Regions from separate parts of the Mus musculus genome. Here all the other regions are linked to region 1. The links are chromatin contacts, called in public Hi-C, HiCAR-type, HiChIP or PLAC-seq and promoter capture Hi-C maps. All regions are on one chromosome and are shown on one strand. The core of a region is the stretch at or near the end of the contact, and the rest is flanking DNA. Distances in the headings are between cores, read along the strand shown.

Region 1 (3,686 bases), core at 616-3,115:
GTACTCATCCATTCATTTACTGAACAAGAAAATCATCTAACAGAATTGTACCAATTAATCAGTCGCCCCTCCCCCACCACAAGTTTTCCCCCACAGAGCCCAGAAAGCACTAGGAAACTTTTTTCTTTTTGTACACACTTTTAATTTTTCTCATACAGTATATTTTGATCATTTTTCCTCTCCCTAATTTTTCCCAGAACCTCCCTATCATTCAACTTCTTACCTCCCAAATCTTTTTAAAATACCACTCAAAAGCACAAAAATGAAACCTGGAACAAGCAAAAGATCAGTACAACAACAACAAAAATGTCAAAGTAAAACAAAAACTCCACAAACAACATAACCACAGAGTTCGTTTTTTTGTGTGTTAGCCAACTACTGGTGGGCCCAAGGACTGCCCTGGATTGTGGGTGATATAACCAGTGACACTCCATGGAAAAACTGATTGGGAAGCATGCCCCACATCTCAGGGACAAGCAATCCAATACTGTAGCTCCGTGTGTCTTCTAATTAATAAGTATGCTAGTGATGAAATTACTGTTATTGTCTTTGGCAGACACTGAAGTAAATTTCTTTTAATCTGGTAGGTTATAAATTTAGTATCAACCCTAGAAATAACACTCTATCAACCTGATACCTTATTTCACAATATAAGCCCCTGTATGACACTGTCAATCATTTTTTTAAATAGAGGTGTCTTAAACAGTTGTTCCTTGTTTTCAATACATAACTTAATAATCAAACTCAGGAAACTTACAAAGTGTAATATAGCGGTGAGTCCTTTAACAAAATCCATTCTTTGTGCCTGAGTTAATGAATGCTCATATTAATAAAGTCGTGAGCAATAGAAGCCAGAGCCTCCTGAAACCCCTGTAATTACTGTGGAGAAAAGTGAAACGATGTGCCTTGATTTCCAGCATCCAGACTTTTTGGAACAAGCTCATTTGGACAGGAGCCAAGAAATAAGTCTCGCTGCTGCAATTCTCCAAGGCTTTGTGCAAATAGCAATGGGCTGGAGGCAAGGAAGGTTAACTTGGAACATATTCTTTTTTTTTTTTTTTCTTTTTTCTTTCCCTGGGCTTCTTCATTAACTCCTACATCCTGCTATGAGAAAATTCGTTTTCAAGTGTCACATCTTTTAGCCGGTTTCCATACTTTCAGTATACATGAGGTAAAAGTAACACGTGGATAACCTTCCCTGACAGGCCCTTTTCATTTATGACTTGAGTTTGGGTTCCTACCCAGGCCTTCAGATTACATCCTCGCTCCGACCTACCGGACACTTATTTGAATACTCGGTCCACTCCCTGCTTCTCATCCTTGAACCAGAAACCTGGCTGTTCTGAGTGGCGAGGTCACACTTTTACCCCGTTAGTTTCTTGCACAAGCCTAATGCACAGAAACCCCGGAGTGTACCCACGGCGCCGTTCCGTGGCCACTAGGTTCCCGCCCCGCGCCACGCCGCCTCACAGCCAGATCCCCGGTTCCCGAGGGCGCACTGCCGCTTCCGGGAGGTCGTCCACGCTACTCCCCTGGCCGCCGGTCCCGCCCCGCTGGTAGCCCGCGCGTGCGCGCTTGGCCGCTGGAGCGCGCCCGGGCGCGCGCGCCGGAGGGGCGGGGCCGCGCCGCTCGCAGTTTGTCCCCGCCTCCGCCCCGCGGCGTTCCGTTGTCGCCCTGGCAACCCGAGAGCGGCAACGGCGGAGGCGCGGGAGTCCGGCGCCGCCTCTCGGCCGCCACGCGGTAGGCAGCGGCCACACGGCCCGCGCTGTCCCCGCCTCCCGGCCCGCCCTCGCCGGCCAGAGTGAGCGACCGCCAGTCCGCGGATCCCGGCCGCCGTCCGGGCGCGCGCAGCTAGCGGGCGCGACTATGCCAAGATGGTCCTGCAGGCGCGGAGCAAGCACCGGGACGCGGCTCCCAGGCCGCCCCGGTCGGCCCGCTCGTCGCCGCCGCCACTGAGCGGGGCATCCGAGGTGGACGCCGGGGAGCTGGGGTCGGAGCGCACGCCGCCGTCGCCGGGGCGCAGGGGCGCGGCGGGCAGGAAGGGACCCCGCGCAGGGACCGCCGCGCCCGCCCCGGACGGCCTCGCGGGCCGCCTGGCGGCCGGGCTGCACTGGGCGCTGGGCCTGCGGCGCGGGCGCGGCCGGACCTGGAGCACGCTGCTGCTAGGTGAGCCAGTTAGCAGCCCTCTCTGACTTTTCCCGGGACGCTCCTGCCTCCTCCCTACTCCTCCCCGCTCCTTCCGGGGCTCAGCTCCACACATCCTCTGCCCCGCGGTCCGCCCGGGCTTTTAAAAACATGGCCCCGAGATCAACAGCTGCTCGGCTGGCCGCGGGCGGGCTGGTCCGCGCCGAGGAGACTGGATTCTGCCTGCATCCACAGTCCACTCTTTACCCCTGGCCCAGCCGCTACTTCGGAGGATGGTTTGCTTGGTGATGCGAGCGATTCCTGGAGCTCGAAATACCCAGGTTTCCTGACTTAGAAAGTTGCCAAACTTATAATTAAATTTTAGCGTGCTTTTTCCCTTCTTGGCCGCAAACACTGAGGGTGGCACTTCGTGGTTCTGTCACTTTTCAGGCTGCGTCGTGTTTTGGATGCCCAAGCTTTAACCTTGCCTGCTGGCATCTCTTTACCTTCTTCCATGCACCAAATGGATGGGATGTAACTTGTGCCTAGAAGAAATAAAGTTGAGGCATTTACGTGTGGACTATCTTCTGGGTTCGTTTTCTGTGACTTTGTCGGATAAGGCAAGTTTATAGAAGTTGGATTAATAGGCCTAATTTTAACAAGCCCTTCATAAGGATTCTGTGATATTTTTGCCACGATGGGATTTAGTTGTTGAATTATGTAGTGATATTTTCTTACTATCTTTTCCCTGTTGCTTAATGACCTCTAAGAGTTTGGGGTGCTTGAAGTTTGGGGTTTAGACAGACAATACAGCAAAATCAGCCTTCCTGTGGGGCCAGCCTCTTCTGCAGCTGTATAGTTATTGAAAGCCAGTCATGGCTGTGTGTTTGTGGGTTCAAGAAGGCTGGCATCGTTACTAGGATTTTTTTTTTTTAAATACTTGGGTCAAGATTTGGCAAATTCATTATTTTCATCATTCCCTCCTTCAGCAGCTAGCTTGAGAACATGGCAAGTGTACAGGTTAAATCCACCTTGGGGAGGCAGCGTGGTACAGTGGCTGAGGTTGAAGGCACTCAGCACTGGTGCAGAGTGCTTGATTTTGGTTTAAGTCTCACTTTGAGGGCCTTCCTTCTGTGTTATATGGAGTTATCCCATGCCCTGCTTACCCAGGGATGTCCTGAAGAGCAATACCAACTCCTTGGGTGATGCATGTTTGTACCCAAAGCATTTTACAGCATCAGTTCCTATGTAAAAGCAAATGCATAATCCTGATTTCTGATCCCACGGCAGAAGAAAGCTCCAGCGTTTGTGAACGGCTAGTACAAACAGCAACTGTAGTAGAGTAAGGGATGACACTGTTTATTTTAGGGAGAGACAATAATAGATTTTAAAGGGTCCTGTTCTTTTCATGTTTTGTGGTACAGTTCCTTTGGGTTTGCTTATACTGGATGGCTTATATTTGGGTTTACTAATGCCCTTGCAGAAATACTGTTTTGTTCAATGCAGGTGGGCAGCATTTCTCTTGACTTGCTCTTTTTGACTTTGTGAGTGGAAGTACAGTG
Region 2 (3,686 bases), core at 468-2,967, 2.5 Mb before region 1:
ATTTAACTGGCTCAACCAGCTGGCTTTGGGAATCTTGATTTCATTCGGACATCTAATGAAGTCTTCAAGAGAACTGTCTTAGTCAGGGTTTCTATTCCTGGACAAAAAGCATCATGATCAAGAAGCAGTTCGGGAGGAAAGGGTTTATTCAGCCTAAATTTCCACACTGCTGTTCATCACCAAAGGAAGTCAGGACTGGAACCCAAGCAAGTCAAAAAGCAGGAGCTGATGCAGAGGCCATGGAGGGATGTTCTTTACTGGCTTGCTTCTCCTGGCTTGCTCAGCCTGCTCTCTTATAGAACCAAGACTACCAGCCCAGAGATGACACCACCCATAAGGGGACCTCCCCACTTTATCACTAATTGAGAAAATGCCTTACAATTGGATCTCATGGAGGCATTTTCCCAACTGAGACTCCTTTCTCTGTGATAACTCCAGCCTGTGTCAAGCTGACACACAAAACCAGCCGGTACAAGAACCATCTAGCTGAATTTATGATCACAAATTCTAAGAAAAAAAAAATCAACCTGAACATTGAGATTGTCTGTTTAAAACCACCTGGGGAATAGACTTAGGACTCCAGCAAGACTAGGTAGAACAAAGGTGACAGATGGAGATAACTGAGGCACTAGCACTATTAAAGGCCAATTATTAGCTTTTCATGTTGCTGCTGCTATTGTTATTATCACTGAGACACTCCTATTATTATTGTTTTATTATTATTATTATTGAGACTGGTTTAAATTCATTTGTGTGGCCCAGGATGGTCTTGAACTCATGGCAATCCTCCAGCCTCGACCTCCCGCATGCTAGAACAGTTTAGCTCTCTTTTCTACCAATTACTCGTCTGGACTCAGATCCCACCGTAAGTTTGGCTGGCCTTCACCCGGGCAGATTGTCACAATCCTGGGGCTCACGGTCAGTGCAGAGACCAGGGCTTCCCCTTCCCCCACCCCTACCCCTACCCTCACCGAGACGCAAGCTTGGATACATTAGGCGGAACAAAACACCCCAAGCCCCGAACCCAGAACCCGCGGCTGCGTTTCCTCACCGAGGCTGAGACCCAGCGGACACCAAGGCTGCAAGTTTTCTCCAAGATCCTGCAGCGCCATTCCGACCGTGGACGTACCGGCTCGCCGTCGCTCCCGCGCGCGCTCTGAGACGTTTTGGCGGACCAGTCACAACGTTCGGGATTTACAATCGACCAATCACCGCGCTGAGCCGTGTTCGTAACCCAAGCCAATGGGCTGGGTCGCCCACTGCGTGCGCATAAGTGGGCGGGGCAAAGACTGGAAGTTAAACAAGGCTAGCGAGGACTTTTTCTTTTTCCCTTAGCATTCCAGTTAATGTTGGGGTCAGGACGTCACTAGTGTTTTTCTTACCGTCATATCGTTCTTACACGGCAGGGAACCTAGAGGCCAGCGGGGACAGCATACTTCCTGTAGTAGCGGTCACATTTGCCCCTTCCGGTGACACTGAGCGTGCATGGGAAAGGCACCTCATCCCGTCAGACAGCACGCAAGCGTTGCTCGTATTCAAATGTGAAGAGTAGCCTGGCGTTTATCAGGCTAAGAAGGAAGAGAAATGCAACCGGAATATTACAAGGAGGCACTTGCAGTGCTAGGACTTGACGGAACATCTGGGCCCGAGTTCTACTGGAGAGAGGCCAGAGCCGCCATGTAAACAAAGCGCCCTTTGGCACTGCACATGCGCAGATGAGCGCACCCCTTGACGGCCTGGAGGGGGTAGGGAAAGCGAGGGGGGGGGGGGGGAGAGAAGACGTGCGCGTGCGCGTGGCATCATCTTCGCATCCGGGCCGGAGTTCTCCTGCCCCTTCCCCCGCCCGGCGCCGCCGTAGCACTTCGGTGCGTTACGCCGCGGGAGTCCAGGCAGTTCTGTGTGTGCGGCTGGGCGCTGGACCCCACCCGGTGGGCGACGAGACGCGCGTGCTTGGCGCCTTTCCTCCCAGGGCCCTAGTCGCTGCACCGCCAGGATCTGCGTTGGTACTGTGTCTGGCCTCTCGGTGCATCGCTGCTCTGGGCGCCGCAACCCGCAGCCGACCTCCTTCCTCCGCCCTGCCTCACCCCAGGGGCGCAGGCCATCGGCGATCGCCCACCGCCCAGCTCAGAGCGAGCGGGGCTGCGGTGCAGCGTCCAGCGCGTTCCCGCAGCCGGCCCTCCGGCCTGCCTTCCCCGAAGGCAGCTCGCGCCTGGGAGGGAGGGAGCAGTCTGTGCCGACACCGGCGCGGCCAGGCGGGGAGATGAGCTTCTTCGGCTTCGGGCAGAGCGTGGAGGTGGAAATCTTGCTGAATGATGCGGAGAGTAGGAAGCGAGCGGAGCACAAGACTGAGGACGGGAAGAAGGAGAAATATTTCCTCTTCTACGACGGGGAAACCGTCTCGGGGAAAGTGAGCCTATCACTGAAGAACCCCAACAAGCGACTAGAGCACCAGGGCATCAAGATCGAGTTCATTGGGCAGATCGGTGAGTCTATTCCCTGGGACCTTCCCAAAACCGGGACGTCAGCCTGCCCCTGGACTCGAGTGTGGGACGGGCTGGGAGCAGAGATTTTCAGTGCCCAGCTCCTGCGAGGCCTGCGACAGGTTCTTTTCAACTGTAATCTAAAGCCTGAGATTCACCCACGAGTCCCGCCCGTGGGCGACTCCCCCATGCATTCATTACCTTCTTCCGTGCCAAAAGTGACAGCGTGCTGCTGGGGAGGTGGGGACAGCCTAGATAGGGTAGGGAGCCCTCTGCTGTATGGTCGGATGCTCACCTGGTGCTTGGATATCCCCATTGTCTCTGCAGTATGCTTCCAGCTTTGCTTCTAGTAACCGGGATTTCATAGTGTGGTAGACAGTATCCTGCAGGTGGGTTTGACAGCTACAGCTGTCAGATCCAATCCAAAGTTAAGCAGTGACCCCACCCACCTATCCATCATCCCTCCTCCCCCTTTAAAATACAGTGCAGTGGACCGGGCTCATAAATTCCGTCTATCTATCTCACCTCCATTCTGTATTACATTGCATGTGCATGTTTTGAATACCTGTAACCTGCCTCTTTCTGACTGCCTCTATTTCTCAAACTTCCTTAGTACCATGCTGGTATTTAGTTGTCTGATTTTCTCCTTAAAGTCAAAGAAGTGATGCTGCAAAGACTATAATTAAATGATCAAAAATTTGCAGTGCTCAATAGTCACCTTCAAATATTGTTAGTTCTAATAGAACTAGATAGACAAGGGAAGGCGGTAAAACAAAATATTTGGGGAGCCAGGTGAGAGGTGAGTTTGGTGGCACATGCCTTAAATTGCAGCACTTGGGAGGCTGAGACAGGTAGATCTCTGAGTTGAAGGCCAGCCTGGTTCACATAGTGAGTTCTAGGCCAGCTGCCATTGCATAGTGAGACCCTGTTTCAAAATAAAACAAAACCCCACGAAGATTTGGGGAGCTGCCCATCATGACTGGCTTGTCACCCAGTCTAAGTATTTGGAGTCTTTTGTGTCATCAAAGTGCTTGGGTACTTCAAAAAATAAAACATTCGTATCATGAAGTCACCAGTAGGTTGTGCCCTGTGGATAATGAACACCAATCAGAAAATCCCTACCCTGTATCCCCTACTGCACATATGGACACTGATTTTAGCCACTTGCTTGGGACAGCTTGCTAAGTTCACATGCTAAGAGTTGAG
Region 3 (3,686 bases), core at 876-3,375, 2.5 Mb before region 1:
GCCACCCTCTTGCCTCAGCCCCCTAAGCATTAGGATTACAGGTAGGAACCATCACACCTTTTTATTTGTTATAGAGCTGTGAGTCTCCTGTTATTGACCAGGCTGGCCTAGGACACATGAATATCTTGATGATAGATATGAACTGTCATATTTGGCTCTACTGTACCTACTTCTCTGAAATGTACACTGCACTGCCTTTACCAGCAGGACATACTGCTGCCTCCAACAGCCTGAGTTTAACTCACAACCTGGGGTTCTTAAACCACAGGAAAAAATTTCAAAGAGAATGAAGCCAAATTAGAGTTTAAGATTTTAAGCCGGGCGTGTTGGCTCATGGCAGAACTTTAGAGCCTGAGACTCCTTGGAGCCTTGCTACAAATTCAAGGCCAGACTAGGCTACAGGCTCACAACAGGAAAGGGGCTTAACATAAAATTGAGCAAGCATTAAGAGGCCAGACATTGTGTCAGTAGGTAAAGGCACTTCCAAGCCAAAAGACCTGACTTTATCCCCTCAGGCACATATGATAAAAGAATCCCCTCCACGGCACCAGCATCAGGGCCAGGGCACACACATGTAAAACCTGATAAAACACAAGATAAGGACCACAGAGAAGCCCTAGAGCATTAGGCTTGTAAGCATAGCTGCAATAAGTTTCTTAACAGCTATGTCTAGCATTTTGGTAGCCTCTGAAGTCACATTGTTCAGGAAATTTAAGGGTAAGTCTAAATGGTTTTGGTGATGTAAGAAACCTATAACCAAAGCACTTGGGAGTGGGGACAGAAAGATCAGGAATTCAGGTCATCCTCAGATGCTTAGCAATTCCAAATTGACAGGCTGATAAGATAAAGACCTAGGAAAAGAAAACTGTGTGTGTGAAAGGTGGGGTCTCCTGTGGTCCAGGCTGGCCTCAAACTCTACACGTAGTCAAGGAAGATCTTGAATCCTGATCTCCCTCTGATTTCTAGCTTTCAGCTTTTTTACATTTCACATGAAATCATGCATGCCTTTCTGTGCCTGGCTTATTGCATTCAATGATAAAAGCAAAGGGTTGGCGAGGTGGCTTAGTTGGAAAAGGCATTTTTTTTTTTTTTTCAAAGCCTAAGGACCTGAGTTCAATCCCTGAGATTCGCACAGTGGAATCGGGGGATTGATTCCTTCAAGTTATCCTCTGATCAGTGTGTGTGTGTGTTCCCACATACTGTACAAAAGTAAATAAATGTAATTTTTAAAGAAGTCTCTTTTCACCTATGCTGTCAAGGTTACACACACACACACACACACACACACACACACACTTTGGAGAGAGGGCCCTGCTTATGTAGTACTCATGTAGTACCAGGCTGGTCTTAAACCCAAGGCAATTCTACAGCCTCAGTCTCCCACATGCGTGGGCCACCACAGTTCCGTATATGTATGCAGTGCTTCATTGCACTATTCTTTGATTGGACAAATAAGTGGAAGGGACTGAAAGTGGAAGTTCTGGCAGAAAGAGTAAAGAAGACGATAAGCAACAACCCCCAAAGTCTCCAAACCAGGGAGTGGAAAAAGGAAATAAAGCACGCCCTACAAGACCACGTTCTTTACCTGCTGCCTTTTGCAGCGTCGGTTCAACTCACCTGGACCAGCAGTCCCAGTCTGCCTCTTGCGGGGTCTCGGCATGGCCTCTCTGTAGGAGGCTGAAGCTAACCGGACGGGTAAGAAACAGCTCTTGTCTTCTAAAACCTGCATGGTGCAAGATGGAGGCAAGAAAGCATACAGGGCCTGGGACTTATGAAGAAAAGTCATGATTAAACCATTCTAATCCCTCTCTCGTTATCTGCGCCCTTTCCTTCTCTCCTAATCTACCTCTAAACTCTCCTGAGTCCCTCCCTAATTCGGCTTTACCCACCACCATTCATTCAACGCACCACCCAAACGCCTTGAAGCACTGCCAGGCTAATCTTCTGGGAGCCTTGAGGCGACTGGCGTGCCCGGACAGGCTTAGTAGAAGACGCGTCTCAGAGGCGCCGCCCCCACGATCTCTGGGAACTGTAGTTTCAGAACGCCAGTAGTCCTATTGGAGCCCGCGCTTCAAGGGCTTAATGGACTACAACTCCCAGAGTATCAGGGGGGCGGGGCGGGAACGGCTAGTTCTGGCCTGGGCTAAGAGGCCTGGGGTCTGAGATTCGAAGTTTACATGGCGATGTTGCGGTCCGGATACAGGCGCTTTGGCTGTCTGCGCGCGGCACTCAAGTCCCTGGCTCAGACCCACCACCGGAGCATCACCTTCTGCATCGATCGTAAGGCTCATCTAGGCGAGGGGAGAGTGGGTCTTCGGTGGGCATCTGTGCCCGCCCGAGTTCCCAGCGCTTTGGTGGCTCTCGGGCTTCGCCTGACACCGATCCCTCTCGGGTCCCTTGACGGACTCACTTCATCCTCTGACTCTGCCCGTCTGGGACCCACTTCTCTCTCCCCGACCAGTCCTGTTTCACGAACTGGCTTCCTCCCATAACTCAGGATCTACTCTCGGGACCAGCTCTTAATGGTCCCTGTGACCAGCGCTCAGTCCAGTCCAGTTGCCTGTCCCCCGACCCCGCCAATGCTTTTCAAAGACGAAGGAACGTGTGACTTTGGCAATAGATTTCCAAGGTAGAAAGAGCTAAGTATATGAGCGCTGGTAGAGATAGTTGAAAAGCTCCAGGTTATACCGTATGTTTTGCTCACAAGTATAGATTTCGTAAAAACACTCATACTGTAGAAACTGCTGCAGGAAAAAGAAAGATAACCGCAATTGAGAAACCCTATCTGAGATTACAAACTGATTGTTTAAAAACCTGGCAGAAAACTTGCATGTAACTGGGAGTGTTTGCCACCCATGCAAACCAAGCCAAATATTTAGATTTGTCAATCACTTTAAATACCAAACTAAAAACCAGAACCACCTTTTCTTCTGAAACAGTTTTTAAAATAATTCTAAATTTTATTTTAAATAAGAATCTATTATTTATGGCCTTATGGCTTTGAAAATTGAGAACAGAGTTATAAAGTACATGGAGGCATAGACTGGTTTTTTGTTTGTTTGTTTTTGTTTTGTTTTTTGTAGAAAACCAGTTTTAAGAGTTACTGCCCTACTTAGGCACCTAAAATTGGGTAAACAAAGTAGCGTGGTTTGGTACTAAAGTTAGGAAAGAGTCTGTCCCAGTAACAGATTTACGTTATTGATTGTTGTTTTGACCTGGGCAACTAAGATGTGTGAGACAGGCTTTATTTGTGCAACTGTGACACTTCTGGAGCTAGCTTTGTAGACCAGGCTGGCCTTAAACTCAGGAGAGATCACTGGTGCCTATCTCCCAAGCCTTGGCTGTACCACCAGAGTTCAGCTTGCTCTCTTTCACTGTTTTTAACGAAGTGTTGGAGTTGGGGATCTAGCTCAGTCAGCTTGAATGCTTGCCTAATGTTTTCATTCATGCAGCCCTGGGTTCCAACCCCAGTATTGACTCGGCCTGCCAGACCTGCCATGGCATATGACTCTAATTCCAGCACTTGTGATGAGGAGGCTGGAGGATCAGGGTCCAGCCTCAAGTTACATACAAAGATGAAGGCCAACCTGGACTACATGAGATCCTGTCTTAACAACAAAAAATTATTTTTGAGTTGTTCAAGATACTTTTCTACTTGTAGATTTGTGTGCCACGATAGTGGGTGG
Region 4 (3,686 bases), core at 688-3,187, 2.3 Mb after region 1:
TCATACACCTAGTATGGTGTAGAGGAGAATCGACCTCGAGCCAAATTTTTCACAGGCTTATATAGGAAAAACTCAAGGGGGGAGAGCGGGGCAGGGAAAGTACAAGTTTGCATAACTAAGGGGTTCTGCCAAGGGAATTCTACGTAACTAAGGGGTCATATCCTATTATTTGGCAATGTACCCGGTTCATTCTGAGGTTGTTCCAGGAGGCCCTTATCTCAAAAATGTTCTTGGAACAGTCTTTAGTTGGGAGGGTTCGAACTCTAGGGTGAGGAGTTCAGGAATGCATTCTGGGGTGAAGAGTTCAGGAGTGTTCTGGGAACAATCTCTAGATGGGAGGGGTCGGGCTCTGGGGTGAGGAAGAGTTCAGTAATTTTTTTATCTTTATTCTTCAGAAGAAGAGGGGAATGAAAGGAAATTAAATAAAATAAAAGGTTTAAACTAAAAAGGCCTGGGACTGAGACTGCAAAGAAAACTAGCCCGGGCATGCCCGAGTCCGTCTTGAAGCTAGGTCTCCCAGGTCTCCCGGTCGTAAAGAAAGGGAGGGAATAGGAACTGCTTCTGACGATCTTGGCTGACTCTTTGACCATCTGGCAGCCCGGCGCCTCCTGCTTGCCCCCCTTTCTATAGAGAGCATAGTTAAAAGCTGAAACATTAACCAGATGCATTGTCGACTCTGATAAGCCCCCGGCTTTAGAATTCTTATACGCCCCGGTACTACTCTGCTCACTACCGCGCCAATTCTTCCTAGACCCTACCCTATCAAAACCCTGAGTTTTTGAGTCTCAGGGTCGATTCCTCTGTCTCCTGAGTGAGATACGTATTGATTGACCCGGAGCTCGGCCATTAAAGCTGCCTCAAGAAGGTCTCTCATGTTTCTTTGGGTGACCCCGCGACCTGAGACTTGAGTGGGGGGCTCCTTCTTGGGGTCCTACAAGATGGCTCAGCGATTAAGAGCACTGACTGCTCTTCCAAAGGTCCCGAGTTCAAATCCCAGCAACCACATGGTGGCTCACAACCATCCGTAACGAGGTCTGACGCCCTCTTCTGGTGTGTCTGAAGATAACTACAGTGTACTTACATATAATAAATAAATAAATAAATCTTAAAAAAAAAAAAAAAAAAAAAAGAGCAACTCAGGGCCTGAAGAGATCTCACAGTCATACTGCTTCCCCCTTGCCTTCTGCTCCTCGGTACCACGTCACAGTCTGCACCACACACATCCAATGCGTGGCTATTCCTGTACCTCAGCAATTTTAAGATTAAGTCTATCAGATACTTTAAAACTACTGTTTAGGACAAGGAACTGAATTTTTATCTTCCCCACTTCCTCCAATTAATGCGCAAAAATATTTAATCCTCGGGGATCCTTTCAGACCCACTAGTCTCTCATCCATCCTAAGGATGGGTTCTATCAACATCTCCCAAGTCTATAAAGTTCCTGATTGGTGACAGCCAGGACACTGACAGGCCTATCCCAGAGTGACAGACAGATGGAGAGTCACCCCTACTAGACCCAGCTCCCTGCACCCAGCTTCCGAGAGTTTCCAGACAGGGCGCAGAGTTCCCCATCCCAACCTTGCAGGTAAACGGAAGCCCAGAGTTCCTAGTGTGACACCGGCGCTGAAGCGACCCAGCGGTCAGGCATTCCTGTCTCTTGCCTGTGGGTGGCAGAGCTGTGCAGGGCGTTGCAGCCAGCTCGAGTCCCCACGCATGGTCGGGGCGCGATAGGACGCTCCGGGGTGCCCTGAGCCCGCCCAGCCCCCATCCCACAGCCATCCACACCGGCTCCACAGGGACGCCGCGCCGAGCTCACCATGATGGGACTGGGAGCGTCCTGTGACTCGGTCTCCGCCACCAGCACAACTTCCCGCAACGGACGCCTGGGGACCACAGGACCCAAGATGGCAGGCTCAGACCTCCTCTGAACTTTCTAAATCCACCCCACTTCCTCATTTCAGAGCGGTCCTGTCACAGGGCCTGAGTGACAGTCAAAGTCACCAATCGATGACGGAAGGCGGGGCGTAGCAAAGGGCATAAGGCTGTCTGATCATACGGAAAGTCTTAGCGGACAGAAAAACGGTATCACAATAATTTATTTTAATTCCCGTGAAGTTTTCTTACTGTGATGTGATGTATGTGTCTCTGTGTGTGTCTCTGTGTTTCTCTGTGTGTGTGTGTGGCGCGGGGGGTGGGTGGGGGGTGCTGACCTGTGGATAAATGATAAGATTAAGCAACTCTGACCCAACCCAGACCGACTCTGACAAAACACATACCAGAAAAAAAAAAAAAAAAAAAAAAAAAAAAAAAGTGCTGGCTGAAGGCTACCTGGGCCCTCTGGGGAACGAAGGTACTCTCCAAGGATGACCCGATATCACCCAGCCAACCAGACAAAAGGTCTAGCCATCCATCACCAAGTGCCTAGAAGCTGTTACTGTAATCTGCCCTCTAAAAAAAAAAAAAAATGTATACGGTGCTTGTAAGCTAGAACCGGGATCGCCCCCTGTCTCTTGCTTGAGAGACTGCTGAAGATCGATCCCTGCGCACCAGAAAAAATAAACATAGATCTTGTCTCACTTGGGGTCTTCCAGCAGGTAAAGCCCCTCTGGGGCTTTACATGAGAAGCATTTTTTTTTTTTTTTTTTTGGTTTTTTTCGAGACAGGGTTTCTCTGTGTAGCCCTGACTGTCCTGGAATTCACTTTGTAGACCAGGCTGACTTGGAACTCAGAAATCCACCTGCCTCTGCCTCCTGAGTGCTGGGATTAAAGGCATGAGCCGCCACGCCCCGCTGAGAAGCAATTTTTTTCTTTTCTTTTTTTCTTTTCTTTTCTTTTTTTTTTTTTAAGATTTATTTATTATTATATCTAAGTACATTGTAGTTGTCTTTAGATGCACCAGAAGAGGGCGTCAGATCTCATTAAGAATGGTTGTGAGCCACCATGTGGTTGCTGGGGTTTGACCTCAGGACCTTTTGGAAGAACAGTCAGTGCTCTTAACCACTGAGCCATCTCTCCAGCCCGAGAAGCAATTTTTAACACAAAATTTAAAACAGTACTGCAAAACTTTTTTATTAAAACCACGGCTAATGCTCAGAGTAATGAGTTGCATTATGGCCCTTTCATGCAGATGTGTAATTATACTGTTTTCATTCATTCTGTATTAACATTCAGAGTATAATAACCAAATAGAAGACCAACAACATTTTAAATCTGTCATGTTGTAATATCCCAAATTAACGTGTAAGCCCCACCTGCCTGGGGACCAGGTACCTTCCTGGAATGCTGTAAGCTGTAGTTCCTGGAAAATAAGGAAACCCCATGGCAAAGAAAGTAGAGGGTAGCCTATGGGTTTTGTCTTTACAAACTCCTATAGCACGTGACCCTGGCCTATAGCACGTGACCCGGGCCCACTTTCAGCTGGGAAATTACAGGAAATAAGTGGTTCTAACCAAAGTCCATCTCTTGGTCAATATTTAATAAAGTTTACTTCAAATTTGGCTCAAAATGGTGGAGTTTGGGTTTTTTTCTGGTGAATCTCAGCATTAGTAATGTAGGAAAATTTAAAGGCTTGTATAATGTGCCCCACATATGCGTATTACCTCCATTCCATTGGGTATTTGTAGGCTATGATACTGTGCTTACACATGTTTTAATGAAATGAACTGACTAACATTGCCCATTTTGTC
Region 5 (3,686 bases), core at 707-3,206, 2.1 Mb after region 1:
TTATATGTAAGTACACTGTAGCTATCTTCAGGCGCACCAGAGAGGGCATCAGATCTCATTATGGGTGGTTGTGAGCCACCATGTGGTTGCTGGGATTTGAACTTTGAACCTTTGGAAGAGTAGTCGGGTGCTCTTACCCACTGAGCCATCTCACCAGCCTGATTTTTTTTTTTTAAATGAGAAAAGTTATTCCAGCTTATAAGCTTAAGAAAGAACTGCTATGGGTCAGAGACTCACACAGAAATGTTAGGAGACAACTGCAGTGGTCTAGGGGTGTGCTCTTGAATCTGTAGCATGGCTTCTGGGATAGACCAGCTTCATACATGGGAGCTATTGTACTGGTGGGTGCTGCTATCCTTATTACCACTATGATCAAGACATTAATGAAAGGTCAACGCTACAGGGCGTGGTAGTAGGAAAAAAAACCTACAAGTTTAGAGTAGCAATACTGCTTTATCCATGCTAGCTAGAATCAAATTGTTTACAATGAAACCAAGGATTACAGAGGCAACAGCCCGAAGGCACAACGGCTACATAAATTTCCAATGACTCATTCCCAAGACTGACCTACACAGCCACACCCCAAGTACCCACACCCCTTTTCCTGTTCAGTGCTTGAAAAAAAATTCAGGCATCCGTTCCCTTTGGTTTATAGGTAGCAAATTCTAACAACCCCACACACCACACACTTAAACAAAGCTCCTTCCATTTTCTATCATTTCACAGCTCCAAGGCACCAAGGAAATTTATTATTCTTGTTATACTGTGGTCCCAAGGATCTGAATTCTTAGAAGTTGCTCTTAAAGAAGTTCTTATTCCATGCCCCAAATTCAGTTTATTACAATCTATACATTTTTAAATTCTTTATTACTTAGAAAAACATCATTAATTTATTTCCTGTGTGTGTGTGTGCAGGTCAGAGGACAATTTGCTGGAACTGGTTCTGGGTCTAGAATTCAGGTCCCAAGACTTGGTAGCAAGCGCCCTCATAGCTAGCATGTGCTCTGTCGCTGGCCCCAAGCTTCCTATTTTTATTTAGCTTTGATTCTGGACTTGACCCTTCAACACTTTCAGTTTTTCTGTTCAATAAGCACAGTTGATCCTGTTATGGACTCATTTAGGACACAGAGACTCAACCATAAACCTTGCTACCATACATCTGTTTTACACAATCTCGTAAGGACTTTAGCTCTCACAGCACCAACCTAGGCACAGAGATTTTGGTGCTTTGTCGACCTTTTGACGTATAAAGGCAAACAGTTCTACTACCAGAGGTTTGGCAACCCATCTTTTTAGACACATTCTTGGAAAGCCTAGCAGAATGTCAAATGGTAAGACACTGTGAGGGTCTCCAAAAGACCCTCCCAGGAAGAGGAAAAGGAAAGTCAGATTAAAAGTTACTCGTGCAATAGTTTGTCCTGCTTTCTGCCTGTTAAACGGGAACTTTTATTAAATATGGACTTTCCGATTGTCCCTTCTCTCAAAGTGTTCTCACTGCTGGCTTTGGGTAGTTGACTGGGATTTAAAACCGAAGGGTCTGTTACTGTCATCTCTTTTCCCCACCAAACAAAGAACTAGTCACTGGCTGAGAGTGTGGGGACCCGCCAGAGTGGTCTCTCAGGAGGTCAAGCTGGCTGTCTAGTCCCACTTCTGGTGGCAGGATCAGGCCCAAAGGCCAGAGGGCCGGACCGGGTTCGTAAGGCCCACGGAGGAAGAAGGCAGGGCGGCGGGAGCTGACAGAGTCAGGAAGGGACCCGCTACGGCGTGCGTGGGTGCGTGCGGGATGGCAGGGCCCTCTCCCTAGGCAGTTCAACGGCAGAACCGTCTCCACCCAAGCGGAGGAGAGAGAGCAGTGCTCGCAGCTCCGGACCAGTCCCAACTTGGCCGCATCACGTGACCTAGCTCAGGGGCGGGGGCAAGCGGCCCGCCCGGCCCCGCCCACCCCGCGCGCATGCGTGTCGTCCGGGGCGCTGAAATTCAAATTTTGAACGGCCGTGGTAGCCTACCGACTCCGTGGGTGCGGAGGGCAGAGCCGACTGGGTGTGAGAGCGCCCGCCGCCTCGACTGCAGTCCTCCTCCAGGAGCTGCGCCGAGCCTGCACTCACTTCTTTCCTCTTCCTGAGTTTGAACCGTCGGACCCACCGTCTAGCCGTCCACTGGTGAGGCCTGGGGCGATGGACCCGTTTACCGAGGTGAGAGACTCTGCGGGCGCTGTGAACCATGACCCCTGCCGACTCCGGGACCCCCGCCCGCGCTGTCAGCCTGCGGCCAGCGTGGCGCGTGCGCACAGCGAGCGTGCAGCCGGACGGAAGCCGCGGGGTCGCAGCCGCCCCGGCTTCGCTGCTCCGTCCCTGGCTCTGGGGAAGGCAGGGCCTCAAAAACCCCATGCAAACCCCGAGCTCTGTAGTCGTTTAGCCTTCCTCCACTCCCCCAAGTGCTGGCTCGGGGTGTGAGCGCCTGGGCGCTCTGGCTTGAGCCTGCCCCCCCGGCTCCCGGGACTTAAAGCACGCTTCCCTCCATCCTTCATCCGTCTTGCTGTGACCCGGGAGAGTGCCGCTCAGGGGCCTAGTGGGACAAGCCCTGCCCTAAAGCTGGAATAGTTGGCAGGGTGGAGTCGGCCCAGTGACTCGTACTGTGTGCTTGGAATCTGATGGAAGTGATAAAGGACTTCACAGGCCCAGAGGAGCTTGAGCGCTTAAGAATCCTGTGATGAAACCACCGAAGTCTAAATGAGCAGGTGCTTTAGCCTGGCGTCCTTCATAAGTCACGGCTCTACTAACTTTAGAAAGAAAGTCTCATGCACAGGGTTGATACTGGTTGAAAGGAAACAGGGCTTATAGTTACCTCAGCGTGTACAAAACAAAATTATAAGTGTATGCTGTAGGGTTGGTACACCTCAGTGTTTATGTAGCGTATCATTTCAACAATGCTTTCCTCATCTCTTCCTTGGAAATAAGGTCTAGATTCCGTTGTTAATCTTATTATTTATGCCTAGTTTTAGCTTCACGTTGCAGCTGTACACCGACATTCAGGATTGCGTGTTGCTGTTGGCCCATTCTTTTATTGCAGGACAGTTCCTCTTTTTCTTTTGCTTCAAGCTGTTCTTTAAATTTCAAGACTTGTGAGTTTTGTAAAGTGGGCATACAGTGTTTCTGTACTACATTGAAAAATGTCGTAGAGGATAGTAATAATTTATTTTGGGTAGTGTAGTTAACAATTCCATAAGCTAAGCCCAAGATACTAGTTAAGGATTTCAACAATTAAAGATTTCAACTTGACAGTTATGCTGCCCCACACACCCTGTGCTCCGTTTGAAGTTCTCAGTTATCTTGAGGAAAACAACATTTTGATAACGTTAGAATTTCTAATAGAGGACTGGAGAGATGGCTCAGCTGCCAAGAGCACTGGCTTCTCTTCCAGAGAACCTAGGTTCAATTCCCAGCACCCATTTGAGTCTCATAAAAGCCTGTAACTCCAGTCTCGGGGAAGCTAATGTCTTCTTCTGGCCTCCAGGGACCCCAGATACATATGTGGTACCCAGACATACTTGTGTATGGTATCCCTATACAGACAAATAAATGAATTTGAAAAAAATTCATTTTAATAATAATAGAAGCAGCCACGACATATTTTGTAGCAGCTATAGCGAATAGGGACAATTATTCACCAAATATTTGTCACTTACA
Region 6 (3,686 bases), core at 736-3,235, 2.1 Mb after region 1:
TACCTACATCAGAAAATGCACGACCACGAAGGTCTGCCACTTGTAGTCCATTAAATTCTGGTGAAAGAACTGATTTAACAAGAGTAGGTGTTCAGTTTAAAAAGAATCCATCTGCAAACCCCTGGCTCTATAGGAATACAGTCTGTACTGCAGACTCTCAACATATCTGTTTCCTAATACTATATTTTAATCATATGCCATACTAATATTTTAATCATTCTCTCACCACAATGACTTTCAGTTTGGGGGAAAATAATTTTAATTGGTGTAGTTTCTAAACCCAGTGACTCACGTGGCAACAGAATCTATTGTCTTGCAGGCAATGATTTTAACTGGATGATAGGGAGAGTATTTTGCCACCCACAGGGCATTTTTGGTTGTCACAATTCTCTGTGTGTTAAAACAGTCGCTCACAATAAAGAATTAACTCCTTCAATATTAAACTGCTGTGGCTGAGAGGCCTTGTTCTATATCATAAAACGGACCGGAAGTTTTCATTACCTTTGTTAGTGTACATAAGAATGCATTTCTTTCTGGCATCTCCTGTTCGATCCTGGTCTCTAGTAAGCAAGTATCCCATCAGCCCGACTACGCAGCTGCATGCACACGGACCACTGAGTCATCCTCATATTTGCCACTCTTCTGCCAGGCTTGATGTTTTAAAGCAACGTTTTGACATTGTATTGTTTTGGGAGTTTTGTTTGTTTGTTTTTAGAGACAGGGTATCAGTGGCTGGTCTGGAACTTCTGTAGACCAGGCTGACTAAGCTCACCTGCGTCTGCCTCTGATAATGTGTTTTAAGGTGAAAGAGTTATATCTACATCAAATCACAATTTTAAAAAGCCTAATGCCAATTTAAGTGGCCTCTAAGATCTTGGCTTTTATAACTGCATGTCTCCTGTCAACATAACAGTGGAATAGTCTGTAGGTTATCGCAATCGCACAACAGTAGGTTCTGTGTTTTATAACACTGAACAGCAAACAGTGTAAAAAAATTAAGATGAGAAAGTAGTTTCACTTAAAAATAATTTAGTTTTTCAGTTTAAAAAGTTCTGCAATAACATATAATGAAAGGAGTTTCAAAGTACCATAATGAAACCTCTTACTTTGTATGCTAACTTAAAGAATGGTTTTAGCTATTGATGTCCATATCTTAGCACTGGGGAGACTGAGGCAGGAGGGTCAGGGGTTCAAAACAACTAATTTGGAAAATTGGTCTACTGGGTACTGCAATAGCCTGAAGCTAAAAGTTCTAGGCTTATTTTTGACTCTACTGTGGGAATTAGCTATTTCCCTTTATTCCGTTGTTTTGGTATCTGTCCTGCAGAAATGTTTTCATGCAGAATCAAATGCTAGGAAAATGACTCTGGAACTGTTTAATATTATTAAAGATTTAAATAGGGCTAATATGCATATCTATTCAAAAATGAAAGACAAACTTTCCAACCTTGGATCTAAACACCTGCTCTTATTAATAACATCAATTCAAAATGTTTGCTAATAAATGCAAACAAAAATACACAACATACACTGAAATGTAGAGATGTGTTTTCACAGCTGATTTTTTTTTTTTCTGAACATTCTAGAAAATATAACACCTTACTACACACCTAAAATGCTCTGGAATCGTATTGGACTCTACACTCTCTAGATTGCACAGCTCTTGCCCCTCACCTCTGCTGGGCTAGGGCTGTGCGACTGCACCTGGTCTTCCGAGTCCCAGACCCAACGGTCTCCACCCGCTGCAGCCGCGCCACTTGGGCCAGCAGTGCCTACACTCACCCGTTACGCGAATAGACTCCAGCATCGTCCCGCCAAGGCCAAGGCCAAGGCCGGCGGGCCGCACCGACGAAAACTCCCGTAAGGCAGCTCGAGACCAGATGGGGCAGGACTGGCAGCGCAAGGTGGAGGACCACGTCTTACCCAGAGGCTGGAAAGCGCTCTGGCGGTTCCACCTAGTCTCAGAGCTAAGAACCCGCCACGGTGACGTCGCTGCAACCCCGTTGCTAGGAGACGATCCTGCCTTCTTCCCGCACTCCACGCCACCAAACATGCTCGCCGCTGGAGGCGCTCCTGCGACTGACACCCTGCTCGTAGGGAGAGAAGGGAAGCGAACTACAACTCCCAGCGTGCACAACGCGGACCCGTGCAAGGAGCTGGTCCGCAGAGGCTGGGGTGTTTGTGTGGGGAGGTCGGGATCTGTATGAGGCTCAAAGGGCTTCATTTCATGATGGTAGAGGGAAATAGAAATGGTGTAATAATTCTGAGTTTTAGTTGACCAGAGCAAATTCAGACCCCTGACCTTCCAGCTAATTTACATGGTATGAAATAAATAGGGCGATTTTAGAAGAAAAAAATGGCCAGGTATGGTGGCACACTCCTGTTATCCAAACACTTGAGATGTGCAGCAAAGATGATCAGGGGTTCAAGACCATCATTGCTATATAGTGAATTTTGAGACCATCTTGACTATACAAGAATGTCTAAAAAAAAAAAAAGAATAAAATAAATAAATGCAATATTTAATTTAAAAAGGAGATCTGGAGAAATGGCTCAGCAGTTAAGAACACTGACTACTTTACAGAGGACTTGGGTTTGTTTCCTCATGGCAGCTCACAACTACATGTAACTCCACTTCGAGAGCACCCCATCCCTCTGGCTCTCCCCAGGCCCATACTCGCAAACACTCATGAAATACACACAATTTTTTTTAAACTGAATTGAAAAAGGAAACAGACTGTGGGTGTAGCTCAGATGGTGAAGGGCTCTCTTTAGCATTCAGAGACCCCTGAATTTAATCCCCAGTACTATACAAACCTGGCCTGGTGGTACACATCTCTAATTCCAGCATTCAGGAGGTAGAAGCAGGAGGATCAAGATGTTCCAATTCCTCTATAAGCTTGAAGCCACCCTATATTATATCTATATTATATTATGTATATATCTGAGGTTGCATAAAGGGGTTTTGAGAGGGAGAAGTTGATAGTGAATAATTAAATCATAAATTTACTTTAAATCTATTATTTGTATATATAGAATTTTACCATTTTAGAATATGAAAGCTAATTTCACACTGAGATGGATGTGCTTGTTTATTTTTACATAAATAATCTCAGCTGAATATTTAATAATGCAGGGCACAGAGTATCTTCAACACAGTTCTGTGCGTGTGTGTGTGTGTGTGTGTGTGTGTGTGTGTGTAAGCACTTGTATGCCTTGATTTATGTGTGGAGGTCAGAGGACAACTTGCAGGAGTCAGTTCTCTCCTTCCACCAAATGGGTTCTGGGAATGGAACTCAGGTCGTCAGCTTGGTGGTAGGTGCCTTTACTGCTGAGCCATCTCACCAGCCTGCATCTTCCACATTTTTCAGAGGTGATTTTTCTCTTTCACTTTTATAGTTGTCAATGCTGAGAGTACCATTTTACATAAGCTCACAGGATAAACTCACAGAAGTATGCTTAGTGATTTTCAGAATGTTGGAAATTCTGTCCTAATCCCAAGACAAGGTTCATTTCAATCAAGAAAGAAAACTGGAATCAGCACATCCTTTGGCAGGGACACAAGCTTCATGTAGGCTGACCTAGTACTCACTACACAGCTGAGGAGAACTTTGAACTCCTGACCCTCCTCTCTCCTCAGCCACTTAAGTGCTGGGATTACAGGAGTATACAACCTCACACAGCTT
Region 7 (3,686 bases), core at 834-3,333, 2.0 Mb after region 1:
TAACCCAGTAAAAATAATGCGGAAATAGAAGTGGTGGTGATCATCTAGGTGTGACAGCAAGGTCTTATAGGCACACAATTTCAACTGGGACAACCAAAGGGCAGATCAGAAAGTGTGTGTGTGTGTGTGTGTGTGTGTGTGTGTGTGTGTGCGCGCGCGCGCGCGCACAAGTACCTGTGTATACAGGTGAGTGTGTGTCTTACTGGGTATTGAAAGAGCTACACCCCCAGACCTTATAAATGTTATAATCAGCAAACATGTTTTATAATAACTTGATATATTTCAATACTTTTCAAAAATACCTGAAGGGATTGGAGTGTTCAGTGGTACACATGTACACACATACACTCTGAGCAAGGAGACATCCTATGTATCTGAAAGGCATAAAACTGTACAGTACTGGTAGTAGATTTTTTTCTTCCTGCAAAGAGCCTTTCAATCAAGAAGCTATACCATAGGACCAGTGAGATGGCTTGGCAAACAAAGATGCTTGCTGCCAAGCCTGACCGGACCCACATGGTGCCAGAGAACTGACTCTTGCAAGTTGTCCTCTAACCTCCACACCTTCACTGTGGTACCCATGCCCAACAACATACATGCACTGAAATATTAAAATATTAAAATCTAATCAACTTTTAAAACTATAGCATAAACATAAGTGGGAGGTATAACCACAACCAATATACATAATTTTTAAATCCCTAAACTCTTACAAATAACTTGTAAATGGTTTTCAAAATAAAGTCTCTTGTTCTTAATTCTTATAACATTCTAACCCATCACCAAAGAAAAGACAAAACCCAATCTCAATTATTGCTAATAAGTTACTTCTTGTCTCTTGGAATGTTAGCAAACAGTAATACATTCCATGGTGGTACACACCTGTAATAACAACATTTGGGAACCTGAGGCAAGATATGCTTAAAGATGGCCTAGGATATACAGAAAGTTCCAGGCCTGTTTTGGGCCACATTATAAATTTTTAAAAATAAGAGAAAGGAAGAAAAGATAAAAACCCCACTTTCTCTCCAGTATCTTTCAATTTGTGTGTATAAAGTGAGATGTATGTATATATGTGTACACATTAGACACAATTTGATGTTTAAAGACAATGTGAGATACCAAAAAATAATCTATACGTTTATACAGAAAAATCAAAGGCAAATGCAGACCTTGCTTGGGAGGAGCTGCTGATAAAATCAGCTTAGTCCATCTAAACTGCTGTGGTCTGCAAAGGAAAGAGAAAGGATAACCATTAATCCTATTGCAGGCAGCACTGGAGAGCATCAACATGCTCCCACTTCAGCCGCAGACTGAGCAGCGATTTGACGCTCTGCTCACAAGACCTGTTGAAATGTCACAGGAGAAAGAAGCTCTTACTCCACGTGACTGCTACATGGACTCCTTAAAAATCACTCCCCGCTCAAAGGTGTTTATAGGATCTACCCACGCCGTGTTAGCGGTTTGTTTGAATGCAAGCCTCCTTTCTAATTAAGAGATCATCCTACATCTCCCGAACCATTACATGGCATTGAGCGTTAGTCCTGTTGACCAAGCATAGCCAATGCATTTATACATCCGAGATTAATTTCTGGGATATTTCTTACCTGATGCCAACAAGTGGGCTTTGACTCGCCTTGCTACGAACCCACTATCCACAGACTTCCCTCCGGATGAGAATCCAGTGCTGGAACAGAAGTAACAGCCGTGCAAGGAAAAACAACACTTAACACCACTAGTACCTCTTGGTCTTGTTTGTGTTCGAAGTTTTCCACGTTCCCAAGCAGACAGAATCCTGCCAAGCAGCAACACAAGCTCCGCGGAGGTGAAGTGAGTCCCAAGATCCCCTGCACCCTCTTGTCATCCCCCAGAGACAAGCAGGGGAGACGACATGGATCCCTCGGAAGCCACAAGTGACAAGAGAGAAAAACTCCAAGTCCGGATGCTCACAGAGAGGATGAAACCACCAGGGAGACTGTAAGAGGGGTGAGGCTGCAAGACAACAGCCTGCGGAAGACACCTCCCCACTCCAGCCTGAATCCAAACCGCCTTCGCCCTGTTGTCATAGCATTTTACAACGGAGGCTACTGCGCAAGTCAGACGCGGGACCGCAGGGCTTGCTGGGTGTTGTAGTCCGAGCGGCTGAGCGCGAGCTGTGGGGATGATTTCCCGTGTCGCCCGTATGGAGTAGAGTGGCTACGGGGCGGGGTAGGGCTGGGCGCCTCAGAACCACCTAAGCAGGCCTGTCCCTCAGGGTATCGGCGGCGGAAGTCCCGCCCCTGTGGGGGTTCTCGTGCCACAGACCACGCCCTCCTGTGCTTAGGTGTTATCCTAGTGTCTAGGCCTGAGCATGTAAATGGTTTACCTGTTTGAATCCGTTTTCTTTCTTTCCTTGGCCTAACTGCTGTAGCCAAGATTTCAAGCACCGTATTGAATAACAGTGAAGTGTAGACCCCCTTGTTTCATTACTTGTTTAGAAAACATATCTACAGTTTCTCCCATGTAGTATATATAGGTTATAGGTTAATTTATATAGTCTAGATGGCTAATCTTTGTTGTCAACCTGATACACCTAGAAAGAGGTGACCTCAACTGAAAATTCCCTCCGTTTAGTTAACCGGTTGGCAAGTCTGAGAGCATTTTCTTGATTGCTTAGTGATGTGGGAGAGCCCAGCCCACTGTGGGCTAGGCTGATGGGTCTGGGCATATAAGAAAGAGAACCAGAGAGCAGCTGTCCTCCACAGTACCCACTTCAGCCACTGCCCTGTTTGGGTTCCAGAATTGACTTCCTAACCAGTGGACTGTAACCTGTAAGATGAAAAAGGCACAATATGTTCTCCACGCCATTTTTGGTCATGGTACTTATCAAAGCATCAGAAAGCAAGCTGCTGCAGCTCCGTGGCGTTGGGGTATGGCCACTATTTTCTTCAGGCCTTTTATCATAATAGAATATTAAATTTTGTCAAAGGCCTTTTCAGTGTGTACTGAGACGACCATGCGATTTCTCTCCCCGAATCTTTCTGTATTGAATTACATTTATTGTTGGACTGTCCTGGCATGCCTCGAATGAAGCAGAGTTTGTTCACCCTATATTTTTTATTTTTTTTAGAAATATGATATTAAATTATGTGTATTTCTGGGAAATTTCTACATAATAGTTTTTTTGTTGTTGTTGTTTGGTTTTGTTATTTTGTTTTTTTTTTTGTTTGTTTGTTTGTTTTTTTAGTTTGGTTTTGGTCTTGGTTGGTTGATTGCTGTGCTCTTACCAAGTTTTTGGTATCAGAATGAAGTTAGCGTTATAAGATGAATTTGCAAGTGTTCTTTCCAGTTCTATTTCATGAGGAAATTTGTTTCTTTTATTTATTATATCTGTGCATATGAGGGTTTGGCCTGCATGAATGTAAATGCACCATGTGCATGCCTTGTGCTTACAGAGGGCAGCCCAGTGCTTCTGGAGAGCAGAAAAGAACACTATATTCCCTTGAACTTGAGTTACAGACCACTGTGCACCTACACACACATGCTGAGAATGGAACTCAGGTCTTACGGAAGAGCTTTATTTGCTATTAACCATGGAGACATCTCTCCAGCCACCTATTTTATGGGAATTTTATTTTATGTTAATTTTTAACATCTGATTGAATGACAGAGTGTGCTCCTCTAGTTTGGAGGTTTGTTTATTCCAG

Evidence for each region. Promoter capture Hi-C pulls out the DNA fragments that hold promoters and counts their contacts. A called contact is a pair of places that touch in the nucleus more often than the background predicts. HiCAR-type assays count read pairs that join an accessible place to other places. HiChIP or PLAC-seq counts read pairs in DNA pulled down with a chosen protein or histone mark. Capture Hi-C pulls out chosen DNA fragments and counts their contacts.
Region 2: a Hi-C map of B cells shows a contact between it and region 1, with 8 read pairs. The contact joins the promoter of Ncapd3 here to the promoter of Dpy19l1 in region 1. A contact is called at or near these places in 3 of 39 promoter capture datasets (the C10 cell line, liver and pre-B cells), 5 of 484 Hi-C or Micro-C datasets (B cells, CD4 T cells, CD8 T cells and 2 more), 5 of 115 datasets of contacts at active chromatin or transcription factors (astrocytes, embryonic stem cells, large pre-B cells and 2 more) and 2 of 9 other capture datasets (adipose tissue and liver).
Region 3: a promoter capture Hi-C map of adipose tissue shows a contact between it and region 1, with 4 times the contacts expected there. The contact joins the promoter of Acad8 here to the promoter of Dpy19l1 in region 1. A contact is called at or near these places in 5 of 39 promoter capture datasets (the C10 cell line, hippocampal neurons, liver and 1 more), 1 of 484 Hi-C or Micro-C datasets (pre-B cells), 1 of 115 datasets of contacts at active chromatin or transcription factors (large pre-B cells) and 2 of 9 other capture datasets (adipose tissue and liver).
Region 4: a promoter capture Hi-C map of liver shows a contact between it and region 1, with 4 times the contacts expected there. The contact joins the promoter of Zfp809 here to the promoter of Dpy19l1 in region 1. A contact is called at or near these places in 2 of 39 promoter capture datasets (both in liver) and 1 of 115 datasets of contacts at active chromatin or transcription factors (astrocytes).
Region 5: a HiCAR-type map of astrocytes shows a contact between it and region 1, with 6 times the contacts expected there. The contact joins the promoter of Anln here to the promoter of Dpy19l1 in region 1.
Region 6: a contact with region 1 is called in an H3K4me3 HiChIP or PLAC-seq map of embryonic forebrain, with 6 times the contacts expected there. The contact joins the promoter of 9530077C05Rik here to the promoter of Dpy19l1 in region 1. A contact is called at or near these places in 1 of 484 Hi-C or Micro-C datasets (muscle stem cells) and 2 of 115 datasets of contacts at active chromatin or transcription factors (astrocytes and embryonic forebrain).
Region 7: a contact with region 1 is called in a HiCAR-type map of astrocytes, with 12 times the contacts expected there. The contact joins the promoter of Bbs9 here to the promoter of Dpy19l1 in region 1. A contact is called at or near these places in 5 of 39 promoter capture datasets (embryonic stem cells, hippocampal neurons, liver and 1 more), 1 of 484 Hi-C or Micro-C datasets (muscle stem cells), 3 of 115 datasets of contacts at active chromatin or transcription factors (astrocytes, embryonic forebrain and fibro-adipogenic progenitors) and 1 of 9 other capture datasets (adipose tissue).

The regions. Positions count from the first base shown.
Region 1 is chr9:24,501,319-24,505,004 of GRCm38.p6, reverse strand. Dpy19l1 (dpy-19-like 1 (C. elegans)) reads left to right here and starts at 1,865. Exons shown (of 23, transcript NM_001359948.1): 1 at 1,865-2,166. The coding sequence starts at 1,875. It overlaps LOC115487153 (a long non-coding RNA gene), which reads left to right and starts at 2,472. Exons shown (of 2, transcript XR_003948106.1): 1 at 2,472-3,686.
Region 2 is chr9:27,028,196-27,031,881 of GRCm38.p6, reverse strand. Ncapd3 (non-SMC condensin II complex, subunit D3) reads right to left here and starts at 1,717. Exons shown (of 36, transcript NM_178113.4): 1 at 1,383-1,717; 2 at 1,052-1,259. The coding sequence starts at 1,112. Vps26b (VPS26 retromer complex component B) reads left to right here and starts at 1,788. Exons shown (of 6, transcript NM_178027.4): 1 at 1,788-2,483. The coding sequence starts at 2,261.
Region 3 is chr9:26,997,988-27,001,673 of GRCm38.p6, reverse strand. It overlaps Acad8 (acyl-Coenzyme A dehydrogenase family, member 8), which reads left to right and starts at 2,125. Exons shown (of 11, transcript NM_025862.2): 1 at 2,125-2,280. The coding sequence starts at 2,178. It overlaps Thyn1 (thymocyte nuclear protein 1), which reads right to left and starts at 1,997. Exons shown (of 8, transcript NM_144543.2): 1 at 1,909-1,997; 2 at 1,618-1,723. The coding sequence starts at 1,660.
Region 4 is chr9:22,223,963-22,227,648 of GRCm38.p6, reverse strand. It overlaps Zfp809 (zinc finger protein 809), which reads right to left and starts at 1,937. Exons shown (of 5, transcript NM_001164624.1): 1 at 1,817-1,937. The coding sequence starts at 1,819.
Region 5 is chr9:22,387,476-22,391,161 of GRCm38.p6, reverse strand. It overlaps Anln (anillin, actin binding protein), which reads left to right and starts at 1,956. Exons shown (of 24, transcript NM_028390.3): 1 at 1,956-2,192. The coding sequence starts at 2,175. It also overlaps a transcript of 9530077C05Rik not described here.
Region 6 is chr9:22,409,846-22,413,531 of GRCm38.p6, reverse strand. It overlaps 9530077C05Rik (RIKEN cDNA 9530077C05 gene), which reads right to left and starts at 1,985. Exons shown (of 7, transcript NM_026739.3): 1 at 1,783-1,985. The coding sequence starts at 1,807.
Region 7 is chr9:22,474,112-22,477,797 of GRCm38.p6, reverse strand. It overlaps Bbs9 (Bardet-Biedl syndrome 9 (human)), which reads right to left and starts at 2,083. Exons shown (of 23, transcript NM_001360259.1): 1 at 1,743-2,083.